Linked DNA regions of Capra hircus: region 2 is linked to region 1. The links are chromatin contacts, called in public Hi-C maps. All regions are on one chromosome and are shown on one strand. The core of a region is the stretch at or near the end of the contact, and the rest is flanking DNA. Distances in the headings are between cores, read along the strand shown. Region 1 has its middle 14 kb from the start of ZNRF2. Region 2 holds the start of GGCT (gamma-glutamylcyclotransferase).

Region 1 (7,387 bases), core at 1,871-4,370:
CCTCCCCCTAGCCCCTGACAACCACCATTCTACTTTTGGTCTCTATGAATTTGACTGCTCTAGGTACCTCATGTAAGAGGAATCACACAGTATTTTTGTTTGTTTTTGTGACCGACTTCTTTCCAGTCTTCTGCTCCCCACTATGTGAGAATACAATGAGAAGATAGTAATTTACAAATCAGGAGGCTCTCACCTGACACCAGGTCTACTGGCAGCTCCAGAGCTGTGAGAAATAAATGTCTATTGTTCGAGTAAAAAAAATCTGAATAATATTTTATCATATGTATATACTACATTCTTTTAATCCACTCATCCACAGATGAACACAGGTTGCTCCCACCTTTAGGCTATTCTAGTAATGCTGCTATGAACAGGGTGAAGAAATCTGTTTGAGTCACTGCTTTCAATTCTTTTGAGTATAATCCCAGAGGTGGGATTGCTGGATCATATGGTAATTGAATGCTTAATTTTTGGAGGTACCATCATATTGTTGGAAGACATTTAGCTTTTTCTAGATAAGAAAGCAAGACCTGCATTGAACTAATTTTTCTTAGTTTACTGTGAAGGCTTCATCACATACCTGCATCAGTCTGTAGATCAATGCCTAGAATTACTGCTTCAACAGATATAAACTTATTTCTGGTGCTATCCACTCTTCAAATGAGGAAATCTGGGTTCTTTATATCTTGTGTGACAAGAAAGATAATTATTTTTCATCATAAAATATCCATTAAGTAGTTTGGAAAAGTATAAAAATCCATTAGCTTGATTACACTAAATTTTGAAAAACAAGACAGTTTCTATTATTCACTTTATCAAGTCATCACTATTTTAAATTTGACTATAGGTCATTATCATTCTAATATTGAGTATTGAAGACAACAGACATTTGCTTTTCCCCTGCATAGTGACTGAGTTTATAAAACTCCTCGAGGAGATACTCTTGCTTTCCAAAACTCATTTCTCTAAAGCTCATGTGGATCAAACTAGGTAAAATTTCTGAATGATGGGGCTTAAAAAATTTTTGTTTTCAAATTATTCTTTTTCAGTTCTTTGTGAGCTCCAGAAGAAACTCTTTTACTACTGAAAGTCATTAGTTATTATCAAATAGCTTTAATTCAGTAGGAAAAAAAATCCTAATAAAAGAAAAGAAAATCCTGCTGTATTAAAATGAAATCTTAATTGTAGCTGCCATATTGGCCTTAACGGTCTTGACAGTATTTTTCACATCACCCAGTCATTGGAGAGGGGCAGGCATGAAGAAATAGAGCAAAATTTATTAGTAGTATGACGTGTCTTAAAAGACCTTACTCCTTAGAAGGAAAGTTATGACCAACCTAGATAGCATATTAAAAAGCAGAGACATTACTTTGTCAACAAAGGTCCGTCTAGTCAAGGCTATGGTTTTTCCAGTGGTCATGTAAGGATGTGAGAGTTGGACCACAAAGAAAGCTGAGCGCTGAAGAATTGATGCTTTTGAACTGTGGTGTTGGAGAAGGCTCTTGAGAGTCCCTTGGACTGCAATGAGATCCAACCAGTCCATCCTAAAGGAGATCAGTCTGGAAGGACTGATGTTGAAGTTGAAACTCCAATCCTTTGGCCACCTCATGCGAAGAGCTGACTCATTTGAAAAGACCCTGATGCTGGGAAAGATTGAAGGCAGGAGGAGAAGGCGACGACAGAGGATGGCATTACCAACTCAATGGACATGGGTTTGGGTGAACTCCGAGAGTTGGTGATGGACAGGGAGGCCTGGAGTGCTACGGTTCATGGGGTTGCGAAGAGGCGGTCACGACTGAGCGACTGAACTCAACTGAACTGATGACGTGTGTTAAAAGACATACTAGAGAAACTCTGTAGATGTACATCTGAATGTTAATAGAAATGTTGCATTTTACTGAAGAAATTCCAGATCTCTCATAATTCCTCCCTGGAATGCCAATGAATCATAATTTCAATATGTTACAAATTTTAAAAAGTAACAAATTGTCATTTCCAAACCTGTGAATCTGCTCTTTGCGCAAGTCATGTCTGAAGTTCCTCCTATTTAAATATCGTTTTTGTTTTTGCTTGGCTTACAAAGAACTCAATTCTGGAAATGTTTTTTATCTCTTTCTTACTTCTGACACTCAAAACTGAATCAGAGATCCCTCATGAAGTGTTTGTGTGTGTATGTGTGTGTGTGTTTTCTTTTTGCCCTTTCTGTGCTAAATCTCTGTGCTTTTAGTGTAGCACATTTTATTTTCCCATCTGTATGATTTGCTTGAAGCTTGGTATTTTATGCCATAAAAGAAAATGTTCTAAATGTATGGAAAAAACACACTTCATTGTAAAATCTGATGAGGTTCTTCCACACTGTTTCAGACAGTTGGAAGAGTGTTCTTTGGCATTAATCTTCTAGAGTTTATTATTTGTTCACAATCTGCCCATGGAATGAAAACAAATCTCCACCCAATCATTTCATTAGCCCTGTAGACTCTTCCTTTCCCACTGTTTCTGATGCCGGTCAGCCTCTTACTAATTTTTTTTTTTTTCTGGTGGTAAAATATACATAACAAAAATTTTAATCGTTAAAATAATTTTATTTTAAGTATCATTGATTTACAATGTTGTTAATTTCCGCTATACAGCAAACAGCAAAGTGATTCAGTTACACATACATATATTCTTTTTCATACTTTTTTTCATTACTATTTAAGGATAATGATTATAGTTCTCTGTGCTATACAGTAGGACCTTCTTTATTCAAAGCATCTTTAAGTGTACAGCTCAGTGGCAGTTGAGTGTATTCACATGATTGTGCAGCCCTCATCATTTTGTACTTGAGTTACTGCAACAGCCTTCAAAACCCAGTCTTGCTTCTAATTTTGCCCGCAGTAAGGAAACATAGAAATCGTAACTCTGTTGACTTATTTTCACCATGTGCATCCGGAGAAAAAAGTGAAATGTAAGGGGCATTCTTTGCCATTTCTTCTGTGCTTTAGGCTATATAGCTGACGAAGATCAAAGGCAGATAAAGTTCCAGGGGCGAAAAAAGGCATGTACTTGCTGCACTTGTGCTTCCCTGGCGCAGATTATTCCTTGCTCCGGATATCACAGCCGAAGCGATTGCTTTGTGTACCTTGAAAACGTAAATGCTCTTAAACTGATTTGGCACTAAAGGGTCTGGTCACCAGAAGCACCGAAAGGCTTTTAGAAGTAAAATTTGTAGCTTAATAGAGCGCAGAAATGATTATTTCTCAAAACAAAATGCAAAATTCTTAGACGGCTGAACTTTGTACACACGCGCGCGCGCGCGCACACACACACACACACACACACACACACACACACACACACACACAGCGTAAAGGAGCCTGACCCGCCTTGGCCCCGCCCACGACCGCTGACGTCACCTGGTCAGTCTCCTGGTCAACGCCGAGTCCTGAGCCGTCTAGGAGGGTAAGAGCATCGAAAACGAAAACGAGGAACCGGTTGACGCCAACTGTTTCAGGTTTGGAGCCTTTAGCAGTGCAGTTTTGGATCACTAGATGTCAGTGTGGGCTTTCCCGACCGCCTCTGCAGGAGATGCACCAGATCCTGGGTCCTTACCCAAGTCCTAGCAAACACAGGGCTATTTTCAGAACTGTAATTTCACCAAATATATTATATACTTACATATTTTGACTTTTCAGAGCTCTTGTAAAACACAGAAACCCTGAACCAAAGACTGTTCTTTTTAATGCTATGACCTAATCTCAGTGCTTGCATTTGGAAGACACGCTGTTTTGAGGCAGGTGATAGGAAGTCCCAGCTGTGTTCCACTTAGGGTCTTTCAAAAGCAGCGTGCGATCTCAGATACTTGTAATACCTAGCTTCAGGAAATCAAGCATCTTATGCTCCCATGACTCACGAATAGGGCAGGAAGCCAAAAAAAAGATATGTATGACTAGCTACATAAGAATTTCATTGGCCATGGTTATTAGATTTTTTTTTTTAAATGCAGTTTGTCATCAGGGAGCTTCTGAAGTCTTAAAGAACAATCAATATATTCGTTTCCTATGGCTGCTGTTGGAGAAGGAAATGGCAACCCACTCCAGTATTCTTGCCTAGAGAATTCCATGGACAGAGGACCCTGGCAAAAGGTCCGACACAACTGACTAACACACTTGGCTGCTGTAACAAATTACCACAAACAATTGCCTAAAAACAATACAAATTTACTATCTTGCAGTATTAGAGGTCAGAAATCTGAAATGGGTTGTACTGATTAAAACCGAAATGTTGGTGGGACTGTGTTCCTCTTGAAGGATCTCGAGAGAATCCATTTCCTTGCCTTTTCCAGCTTCGAGAAGCTACCAGCATTCCTTGGCTTGTAGCCCCCTGTCTTTAGCAATGGCCCACTGAGTTCTTCTTGCACTGTATCACTCTTCTTGCATGTATCATTTTGAAAGGTCAAAATATGTAAGTATATATTTGGTGAAATTACAGTTCTGAAAATAGCCCTGTGTTTGCCAGGACTTGGGGAAGGACCCAGGATGCTGTCTGGTATATCTCCTGGAGAGCAGAGAGAGTGGTGGTCGGGAAAATCCACACTGATATCTAGTGCCTCTCCTCTCCTCCTCCCTGTTTCATCTATAAGGAACCTTGAAATTATTATTTTTAAAAATTTATTTAATTGAAGGCTAATTACAATATTGTAGTGTTTTTTGCCATACATTGACACGAATCAGCCATAGGTGTACATGTGTTCCCCATCCTGAAACCCCCTCCCACCTTCCTCCGCATCCCATCCCTCTGGGTCATCCCAGTGCACCAGCCTTGAGCCCCCTGTCTCATGCACTGAACCTGGACTGGCGATCTGTTTCACATATGATAATATACACGTTTCAATACTCTTCTTTCAGATCATCCCTCCCTCGCCTTCTCCCACAGAGTCCAAAAATCTCTTCTTTACATCTGTGTCTCTTTTTCTGTCTCGTATATAGGGTCATTGTTACGATCTTTCTAAATTCCATATATACGCATCAGTATACTGTACTGGTGTTTTTCTTTCTGGCTTACTTCACTCTGTATAATAGGCTCCAGTTTCATCCACCTCATTAGAACTGATTCAAATGTATTCTTTTTAATGGCTGAGTAATACTCCATTGTGTATATGTACCACAGGTTTCTTATCCTTTTGTCTGCCGATGGACATCTAGATTGCTTCCATGTCCTGGTTATTATAAACAGTGCTGCGATGAACATTGGGGTACACGTGTCTCTTTCAATTCTGGGAACCTTGAAATTAAATTGGGCCCATTCAGATCATACAATCTCCCTATCTCATTTAATCTCTCCCTTCATTTATTTATACCTGCAAAGTCCCTCTTGCCATGTAAGGTAATATATTCACAAGTACCATAGATAAAGGCATAGACCCCGTTAGGTGGCCATTTCCCTGCCTATCACAGTCATTATTTTAAGTACAACAATATAAGATGCAATTTTTAGATACGTATTTTTTATTTGCTGATGTACCTGTCTATGCTGGGTCTTACTTGAGGCACAATGATCTTTGATCTTTGTTGTGGCATGCAGGATCTTTATCAGTTGCAGCCTGTCAGATCTTTAGTTGTGGCATGCAAACTGTTAGTTGCGGCATGTGGGGTCTAGTTCCTTGACCAGGGCTTGAATTGGCCTATTAAAAAGTTCATCACCTCAAAAACTGTATCTTAGTCACTGAGATCTTCCTGGTGGTCCAGTGGCAAAGATGCAATTTTTGAGGTGATGAACTTTTTAATAGCCTAATTCACTGTGATAGAAAACTGCTGTCCATAGTAGACTGTGTGGGAAAATAACAAGGCCTAAATCTCCTTTATTCATGGAATGTTAACAAGGAGGAAAAATAAATTTGCCACACCCAGCATTAATATTTGGTCATCCTCCAACCTGACTGCACAGAGCACTAGCTCTCCTTGCCCTTGGGGTTCCGCATATTCAGAATGTCTATCCCAGGAATAGCACTGAGCTGGAGAGTGGGAGATGTGGTTCTTGCACTGAGAAGCATTGCACTAAATGAAATTCAGGGCTTTGAGAAAGCTGTTTGTATCCCTGTGCAAATTCAGTATAGGGTTGGATGCCTAAAGCCAACAAAACTTAACTCCATGGCTTGCTACAACCTAAAGGCTGGTTTTGTTCTGCCTTGTAGAGCTGAATGTATTTCCCTAATTCTCAAAATTGATCTTTCCTATCTAGTGCTCCCCGGGACCCAAAAGCTTACCTGTTATCCTTGACTGTCCTTTCTCAGTAATGTACAACACCTGATGGGCCTCCAAGACCTATGGTGGCTACTCTTTTAATAGCTTTTGAATCCATTGTACATCAGTCTCCTGACTTGTCTTCCTTTTCCATTGTGCTTTCCTCTCTATCAAGAAACTCTCTAAAATACTGCTTGAGTTATCCTTCTAAAATGTATATACAATCATGCTACTTACCTGTTTATGAAAGTGGTTGTCTTTTGTCTTCTGGATTGATTCCAACCTCTTAGCCCAGCATACCAAGCCAGTTAAACTTTGCCTCAACCTACTTTTCCAGCCTAGTCGCTTGTCTCATCGCCTCCCACTCTTTGTTTCAGCTCTAATGAACTGTTTGCTGTTCTTCAGATGCTCAGAGCTCTCCCTTGCTTCATGCTCCCTCAGCCTGGAATGCCTGTGGCTGCTTAAGCCAACTCTCAATATTCAGTTCAGTATCACTTCTGGGAATTCATCTGTCCTTCACCCAACCCCTGTCCCTGCACTCGGCTCCTGCATGCATTTATCACACTGCACTCTAATCATCTCATGATTTATATCTATGTCCCCTAACTCTAGGCTGTAAGTTTTTCCAAGGCAGGGACCCTGTTTAACTTTGCATCTCCACTGGTAAACACAGGGCCTGGCAATTGCAAATGCTCAGTCACCTTTTGCTTAAAGAATGAAGACATCTCCAGCACAGGTCCCAAGGTATTTTGCAGTTTCCATGAATCAAGGACAACCTAGTTCAGGGCTATGTTTCAAAACCTACCTGGTTTAGACCTGAATCCTGAGAGTGCAACCAGAGCCCAGCTAGTTTCTGTGAAACAGAGGGTGGGGCAGGTTGAGCAGTAGCTCTTATTACTCTGTTTTCTCTCTGGTTGCCAAGGATAGATCACCCAGCAATTATGAGTTTACCACTTCCAACCTGCCCTAACCTGGCGGCATACGTCAATCAACAGTGACCCAAAGGGAACTGGCCACCCGAGATATGGACTTCCCTGGCTGAAAAGCATAGAAGATGGCAAATGGAACACATGCAAACTTAATGCAGTGATGACAGCCTGGTAAATCAGGAGAGATTCAGGACAGGTATTGTCACGGCTGCCTGTCGTGATCCACGGCGGATGCTA
Region 2 (7,387 bases), core at 2,742-5,241, 270 kb after region 1:
GTTGGATCATAAAGAAGGCTGAGCACCAAAGGATGGATGCTTTTGAACTGTGGTGTTGGAGAAGATTCTTGAGAGTCCCTCGGACTGCAAGGATATCCAATCAGTCCATCCTAATGGAATTCAGTCCTGAATATTCATTGGAAGGACTGATGTTGAAGCTGAAACTTCAATACTTTGGCCACCTGATGCGAAAAACTGACTCATTCTAAAAGATCCTGATGCTGGCAAAGATTGAAGGTGGGAGAAGGGGAGAGAGGATGAGATGGTTAGATGGTATCACCCACTCAATGGACATGAGATTGAGTAAGCTCCGGTAGTTGGTGATGGACAGGGAGGCCTGATGTGCTGCAGTCTATGGGGTCGAAAAGAACTGGACATGACTGAGTGACTGAACTGAACTGATATACTGTTAAATCCCATAGACAATTTTCATTCCTCATCTTGCTCTACTTCTCAGATGTTTCTGACATAGTTATCCACACTGTCTTGATCTGCCTCCTTTCCTTTCAGCTGTTCCTTGATCTCAATTCCCTTTACCAACTCCTCCTCCACTACCTAGTTTTTAAATGTTGGAGTTTCTAAAAGTTTCAGTTTAGGCCCTTTTCTCAGCAGTTTGCTCAAGACAAAATCATACCCTCCAATGACTTCAAATACCATCCAATATTCCAACTGTCTTTTATCCAGCTCAGGTCTCTCTTTTGACTTTGAAAGTGCTTAGAACATAGTAAGTACTTCATGTGCTGTGTTGTGCTCAGTCGCTCAGTCGTGTCTGACTCTTTGTGACCCCATGGATTGCAGCCCACCAGGCTTCTCTGTCTAGGATTTCACAGGCAAGAATACTAGATTGGCTTGCCATGTCCTCCTCCAGGGGATCTTCCCAACCCAGGGATCGAACCCAGGTCTCCCGCACTGCAGATGGACTGTTTACTGACTGAGCCACCAGGGAAGCCCAAGAATACTGGAGTGGATAGCCTAACCTGTCTCAAGGGGATCTTCCCCACCCAGGAATCGAACCGCGGTCCCCTGCACTGCAGGCAGCTACCAGGGAAGCCCAAGTACTTCATTAATGTTCACTAACATTTTTCTGCTGACTTGGGTATGCAACAATCATCTCAAACTCAGTACAGCTGACCCTTGAACAACATGAGTTTCAACTGCACAGGTCTACTTATCTGTGAATTTTTTTCAATTTTCAGATCATCAAAGTAACTAAGAATGGGGGAAAGTTTGTGTTCGACTAGAGACTGAAATAGCGAATATGTGTCAAAGGAACTAGGGTCCGAGTCCTGATTCTGTCCAAACCTCTTCAACTTCCTGCCCTTGGGCGAGTCATTTATTGATTCCTCTGTTTTTGAGGCAGAGATGGCAGTTCTCTGACTTTCAGCTCAGCAAAGGGTGGGAACCACTAACCCTGGTATTGTTCAAGGGCCAACTGTATGCCCAGGCTGAGCTTGATGTTCCCTCCGAAACTAATCCTCTTTTTCTTTTTACCAAATATCACTATTATCCACTCTGTTGCATCAAAACCCATTATCTACTCTTCATTTCACAATCAATCACCAAAGCCTAACAGTGTTCTCTCCTCAACACCCCAAAAAACCATCTACCTGCCCTGGCTACCACTCCAAGGTACCACTCCAGTAGTGACCTCTACAAAAGCTTTCTAACTGCGCTCCCACATACACTTCCAAAAGCCCTTTTGGTAGGTTGCCCCGACCCTTTCAAAGCACTTTCCACAGCAACCAGAACAACCTTTCAAAGATGTAAACCTGATATTTTATTTGCTTAAATTTGGCAGAGGTCTTCTCACTGTTGTTCTCAAGATAAAGATCCAAGTCTTCATTGGCCTCTGGGGCCCTGTAACATGTGGCCCTTCCCCTGCCTCTCTACGCTTCATGCTACATCCTCCTTACACATTAAATTCTAGCCACACTAGCTAGAAGACCCAGCTTTTTTCTCTCCTGAAATCTTTCGTCCCTGCTGTTCCATTTGCTTCTCCCCTCGCCAGTCATTCAGATCTCAGCTTAAGTTACATTTTCAGCTATGGCTTTACTGTACATCCCAGTAAGGTCAGATCCCTAAGTCACATACTCCCATAGCACCTTCAATGCTTCCTTAAAACAAATTTTTTTTTTTCACTCTTTTCAGAGCAGTTTTAGGTTCAGAGCAAAACTGAGAGCAAGGTACAATTCATCTCCTTTTAAGACTGACCATACCTGTGACTGAATATCATTGGTTAGATAGTTCTTTGCTGCATCCCAACTATAAACATCTAAGCTTCTTTACCATATTTGGGGAATTCCCTATCGTATGAGTTTGATGGGTAGATAGTGCTCAGAGCCCAACTCCTGTTTTTGAAGTTTCAAATGCCAGAGACTGGTTCTCCTAGCTTTGCTTGGAGTCAGGGCATGGGCATATGGCCAAGATTTAGCCTAGGACACCCACCTAGGGTTCTGAATTAGAAGTCAGTGACATAGGGGAGCAGAAATTCCACTCTGGGGGTGGGAACTGTATTTGGGTTTCAGGAGCTTCCAGATACAGTGACAGTAGAGGCAGGGTCCAGAATGAGTGATTCATGACGCAATGTCCATGTTTACCAAGCTCAAGGGTGAGTCAACAGTGGCCTCCTGGGCTGTTTCCATCTGCGATACTGGCTATTTTATAGCTTCCCTTCTATGCCTGCCTGTTTTGTCAGCTCTATGGTCCTACCTTCCTGGTCATTCTGTGAGCTGTTCAACAGCCTTTCAACACATTCTTTTTCTGCTTAAATCAGCTACTTCTGTTGCTTGCAACTAAGAACCCAACCAATGATAGCAGGGACCATGTCTGTCTGGTAAAATGATGTCAAAAGGCTCTGTAGGTAATTTGTTTGCCTGTCTCTCCTACAGATGGGGAGGTCCTGAAAGCTACTAGCTTTACTCAGCCATCTTTGTATCTCCAGGTAAGTGCTGGAAGAATATGAACTAAATGAATAAATGTACTGTACTAAGAGCTATGATTCTTACCAAGGCAAGTGAAGGTTCATTCAGCCATTAGACTTAAGTGAGCACAGCCTTACTATGAATGAGACATAGCTCCAGCTTTCAGGACCCCTCAGGTAGAGAGCAAAAGGTCGGTAAACGGATTTTTATAAAACTAGGTGACAAGTCCTGGAGCAAATGTAGACCAGAAAGCAACTGATTCCTTGGCTTGGGTGAGAGAAGATTTCTTAGAGGGACCAACCAAGTGGATTCTGCGATGATGTCCCTAAGTCAGTGGCCAGGGGAGAGGCATCGGGAGCTGGGCAGAATGAGCAGCTGGTGAGAACGTCAGGAGGGCGAGCTCAGGGCAGCCTGGGAGGCACAGGAGCCAGAGAAGCACAGCGCAGCCGGGATCAAGCAGAGGGCTGAGAGAGGACGAGAGGGACCCGTGGGGGAAGGGGGTGGGGGGAGGGTCGTGCAGGGAACCCTGATGTACTTTGAGCAGAGACAGCTGCATTCCCAGACCAACGCTGGCGATGAGCGGCCCTGAGAAAGTGAGTTCTCAAAATCCTGTCCGCTTTGTCTGCAGAGAGAGCAGAGGACATCTCGGGGGCCAGGAGGAGAGCACTGACCTGCAAGCGGGCTACGCTGTAGAACACGGCGGAGGGGTTTCGGAGGTGGATCCGCTCCGTCAGCAGGTTGCTGCCATAGGCGAAGTAGAGAAAACTCTCCCCATCCTGACTCCGGAGGGCCTCGCAGCCCAAGTTCGCCATGTCCCACCAGATGCCTGCACAGGCCTGGGGTCGGTAGTACAAGCGTAAAGAGAGGACGAGAAATACAGCTTCGTGTCGGAAGAACTTAACCCGGGAACCACCGGCCCCCAGATTTAGAGGTTAGGGGAAAGGCGGGAAGCTGGGGCCGTGCGAGTCACCTGCCAGCACTCTTCTGACTGGCTGCCAGTACCCAACGCTGTGAGTTACTCGCTCTGATTGGCCAACCCACCGCCTCCTCTAGGCTAGCAGCTTGGACTTTGTAATATTCGGTCCTGAGGCGACCGGAGGCTGATTCCTCATTGGACCTGCTCCTCTTTTGTCCCGCCCCCTGTTCAAGGCTCCCTCTGATTGGCAGGTGGGCGGGGCTCTATGAAGGGGCGGGTCAGGTCCTCTGCCGAGCTGCTCACAGGTCCCATTTGGATTTTCTCCACGTTGGGTGATGCGTGCGTGGTTCCCTGACAGTGTATACTCTTTAGGCAGCTTTGGGATCCATTTACAGTGAAACAGCGGCTCGGACCATGCACCCGACGGTCCCTCTGCCGGCAGCTCGCCCGGTCCCGCCCTTTGGGTTTGGAGGAATGAGGAGGGGGTCTGTTCACACCACTCGCTGGTTCTGCACCCTAGCGCTGATCAGAGGGCTTGGTGGATAAGACCTCGCACTAGAGCAAACCCCGGGAGATAGTGAAGGACAGGGAAGCCTGGTGTGCTGCAGTCCATGGGCTCGCAAAGAATTCAGACGCGCGAGTTTGAACAGCAGGCCTGATTATCTACCTGATTACCTTTTCTAAGGACCCTTGGCCTCCTGGGAAAGCTCCTCTGAGAGTGAGGGTCTCCCCTGATGGAAGTTGCATGAGGGCCTCAAAGCCCGACGCTGCTGTTTTCTGGACGTGTAACCTCGCACGTGTAACGTTTACTTGCTGTTTACTTGGATGTGCTGTTTACTGGACGTGTAACGATGAACATGAGTTTGAGCAGGCTCGAGGAGTTGGTGATGGACAGGGAAGCCTGGCACGCTGCAGTCCATGGGGTCGCAAAGAGTCGGACACGACTGAGCAACTGAACTGAACCTCTTGTCTCTGGTGTCTCCTTTTAAAATAGAGATTGTAACATAAATTATGATCACAAGTTATAAACGTAAGATATGATCCCCTATCTCATAGGGTTGATATAAATATTAAAAGTAATTTTGTTAATGTTATTAGGGTAAAAGCTCCCATGTAAATATAATAACAATGACATTAAAACTCTATATTGTTAACTTTGAAATGAAAATTAATATGAACTATCCTTGGCACCCAGAATTTGATTTTTAAATACCACTTTTCCACTAAAAGGTACCAGGGTTCCTTGGAGAAATGGCTGATGCTGGGTCAAGAGGAGCACTCAGAACGTCTTGTGACAGAAAATCAAGAGGTATTAAAAAATAAAGTTCTTTGAAAAGGACACAGAAGCCAACTTGAAGGAACACCCACTGGCTAAAGTTAGAATGATTTAAGCATCACAAATAACTGCAGTTGATTTAAAATGTCAAACATAAAACTAAATCCCCACAAGAGTAAACAAATCTTAAAAAAAAAAAAAAAAAAAAAACTTTAAAAAACTTTGTCTACCATACTACTGGTAGTGACTTTTATACCAACTCTTTACTCTGAAAACTGGTAATTTAAGAAAACAAACATTTAGCCTGCTTTTCTAGTTGCAGATGTATTTCAGGGTAACCAAATGGCCCCAGTTGGTGAGGAAACAGTTCCCTTTACAAAAGTATGCCAGCTAAATAATGTAAAATGAAGGATAGAATTAGAAATTCACCATTTTGCAGTCCCTACTGAAATGATTAATTCATACCAGGATCATGAGACCAACAGGTAAAAGTGTGATAGGAAACAGGATATTCACATAGAGCCAGGGATCATGTGCCAGTTATCAGGGGAAATCCATAAAGACAGTGGAGAAATCCGGTCCCTTCCCAACTTAACCTAGGTCAATTTTATCATCACTAAAATTAGACCAACCTGACATTATGCGTCTCCTTATGTGATATAATATGAAGCACCAGCATCATTTGTGAATCACTGTTTCCAAAAATCTTTAACTTCAGAGTAATCAAGCAGGAACTGCAAGGATGAAGGATAGAAGCAAACAATCAGAAAAAATCCAGAGCAAGTGGTGAGACATCCTGTAGAACAAATGGCTCAGTCTCTTAAATTAACTCAGTGCCTTTAAAAAAAGAAAAAGAAAAGAAAAAAGGAGAGAGGCAATACTGAGGGAGGGCTGTTTTAGATAAAAAGAAGCCTAAGAAACATAATACAATGGCTTGTCCTTGGTTCTGGTATAAAAGATATTTTGTGACAATTGGAGAATTTGAATAGAGACTAAAGCATTAGATGATACTAGATAGTTTTGGTGTTTGTTTTGTTTTGTTTTTTAACAGTATTCTGGGCTTCCCAGGTGGCTCAGTGGTAAAGAATCTGCCTGCCAATGCAGGAAACGCGGGAGACACAGGTTCGATCCCTGTGTGGGAAAGATCCCCAGGAGGAGGGAATGGCAATCCACTCCAGTATTCTTGCCTGGAAAAATCCCACGAACAGAGGAGCCTTGCAGGCTATAGTCAATAGGGTCGAAAAGAGTCACCACGACTGAGCATGCATGCATACAATGGCATTGTGTTTATTTAGAAAAACTTCTCTTTTAAGATAATATATTGGTGTATTTAGGAGCAAAATTGGTGTATTTTGCTATCTGTATTTAAAATAATTCAGAAAAATTAAAATAAGGAAACTGTTAAACGTTAAACTGTGTGTATATGGATGCTTATTTTATAATTTTCTATATATTTGAATATTTTCATGTTGAAAAGTAAAGAAAAAAATGGTGATGTAAGTAAAACACTTGATATAGTGAGCATTCAATAATGAACTTTACTGTTATATAGTCTGCAAATAGGAAGGTTCATGCTCTCTCCTGCCCCCACCCCAAACATGAAGGCAGCAGAACTTGGCATACATATTTGGTCATTTCGGTAAGCAAGTTGCTTTTCTTGGCAAGATCGTGCCCTACTGCACCATGAATTCCCAAGGTCTCTGCTGCAGAGTACTACCATTTAAAACATCCTTCTGCATTTTAAACTGCTTTTAAACATTTGAAATATATTTACGATTTAATTACTTTTTAAAGTATTTTGACTTTTTTCTTTCTATACTTCTAAGTGCTTAATTTTATCGTGACTGATTTTTTGCAACACCAGTTTGTGAAAATTTTCTGAAGTTAAACATAGATGTTTCCTCAGACACTGAAAATCTTTTCTTGCCCCAATGAAGCATTTTATTTAGCTTCCCCATGTAGATTGCCATGTACTGACCCCTGTTGGCCAACAAGAGGCAGTAGGTAGCAAGGGGGGGTTGTTTTCTCCCATTTATTTATCTATTTTGTGGCCGTGCAGCACAGGGGGTCTTAGTTCTCCACCCAGGGATGGAAACTGTTCCCCCTGCATTAGAAGCACAAAATCTTAATCCCTGGGCTGCCAGGGAAGTCCCTCAGATTTAACCAAAATAGATAACCAATAAGAAGACACTGTATAGCATAGAAAACTATACTCAATATTTTATAATAATCTATAAGAATCTGAAAAAGAATCAGTGACTGAATCACTTTGCT

Evidence for each region. A called contact is a pair of places that touch in the nucleus more often than the background predicts.
Region 2: a contact with region 1 is called in a Hi-C map of blood, with 2.6 times the contacts expected there. The contact joins the promoter of GGCT here to the enhancer-like site in region 1. A contact is called at or near these places in 2 of 5 Hi-C or Micro-C datasets (both in blood).

What each region holds. Positions count from the first base shown.
Region 1 is chr4:54,168,996-54,176,382 of ARS1.2, forward strand. No RefSeq gene overlaps it. Among named protein-coding and RNA genes, the nearest start is that of ZNRF2, 14 kb to the right of the region's middle. Within about 2 kb of position 3,121, at least 3 of the 5 cell types and tissues checked have an H3K27ac peak or open chromatin away from gene starts, as enhancers often do.
Region 2 is chr4:54,435,663-54,443,049 of ARS1.2, forward strand. It overlaps GGCT (gamma-glutamylcyclotransferase), which reads right to left and starts at 3,992. Exons shown (of 4, transcript XM_005679249.3): 1 at 3,593-3,992. The coding sequence starts at 3,733.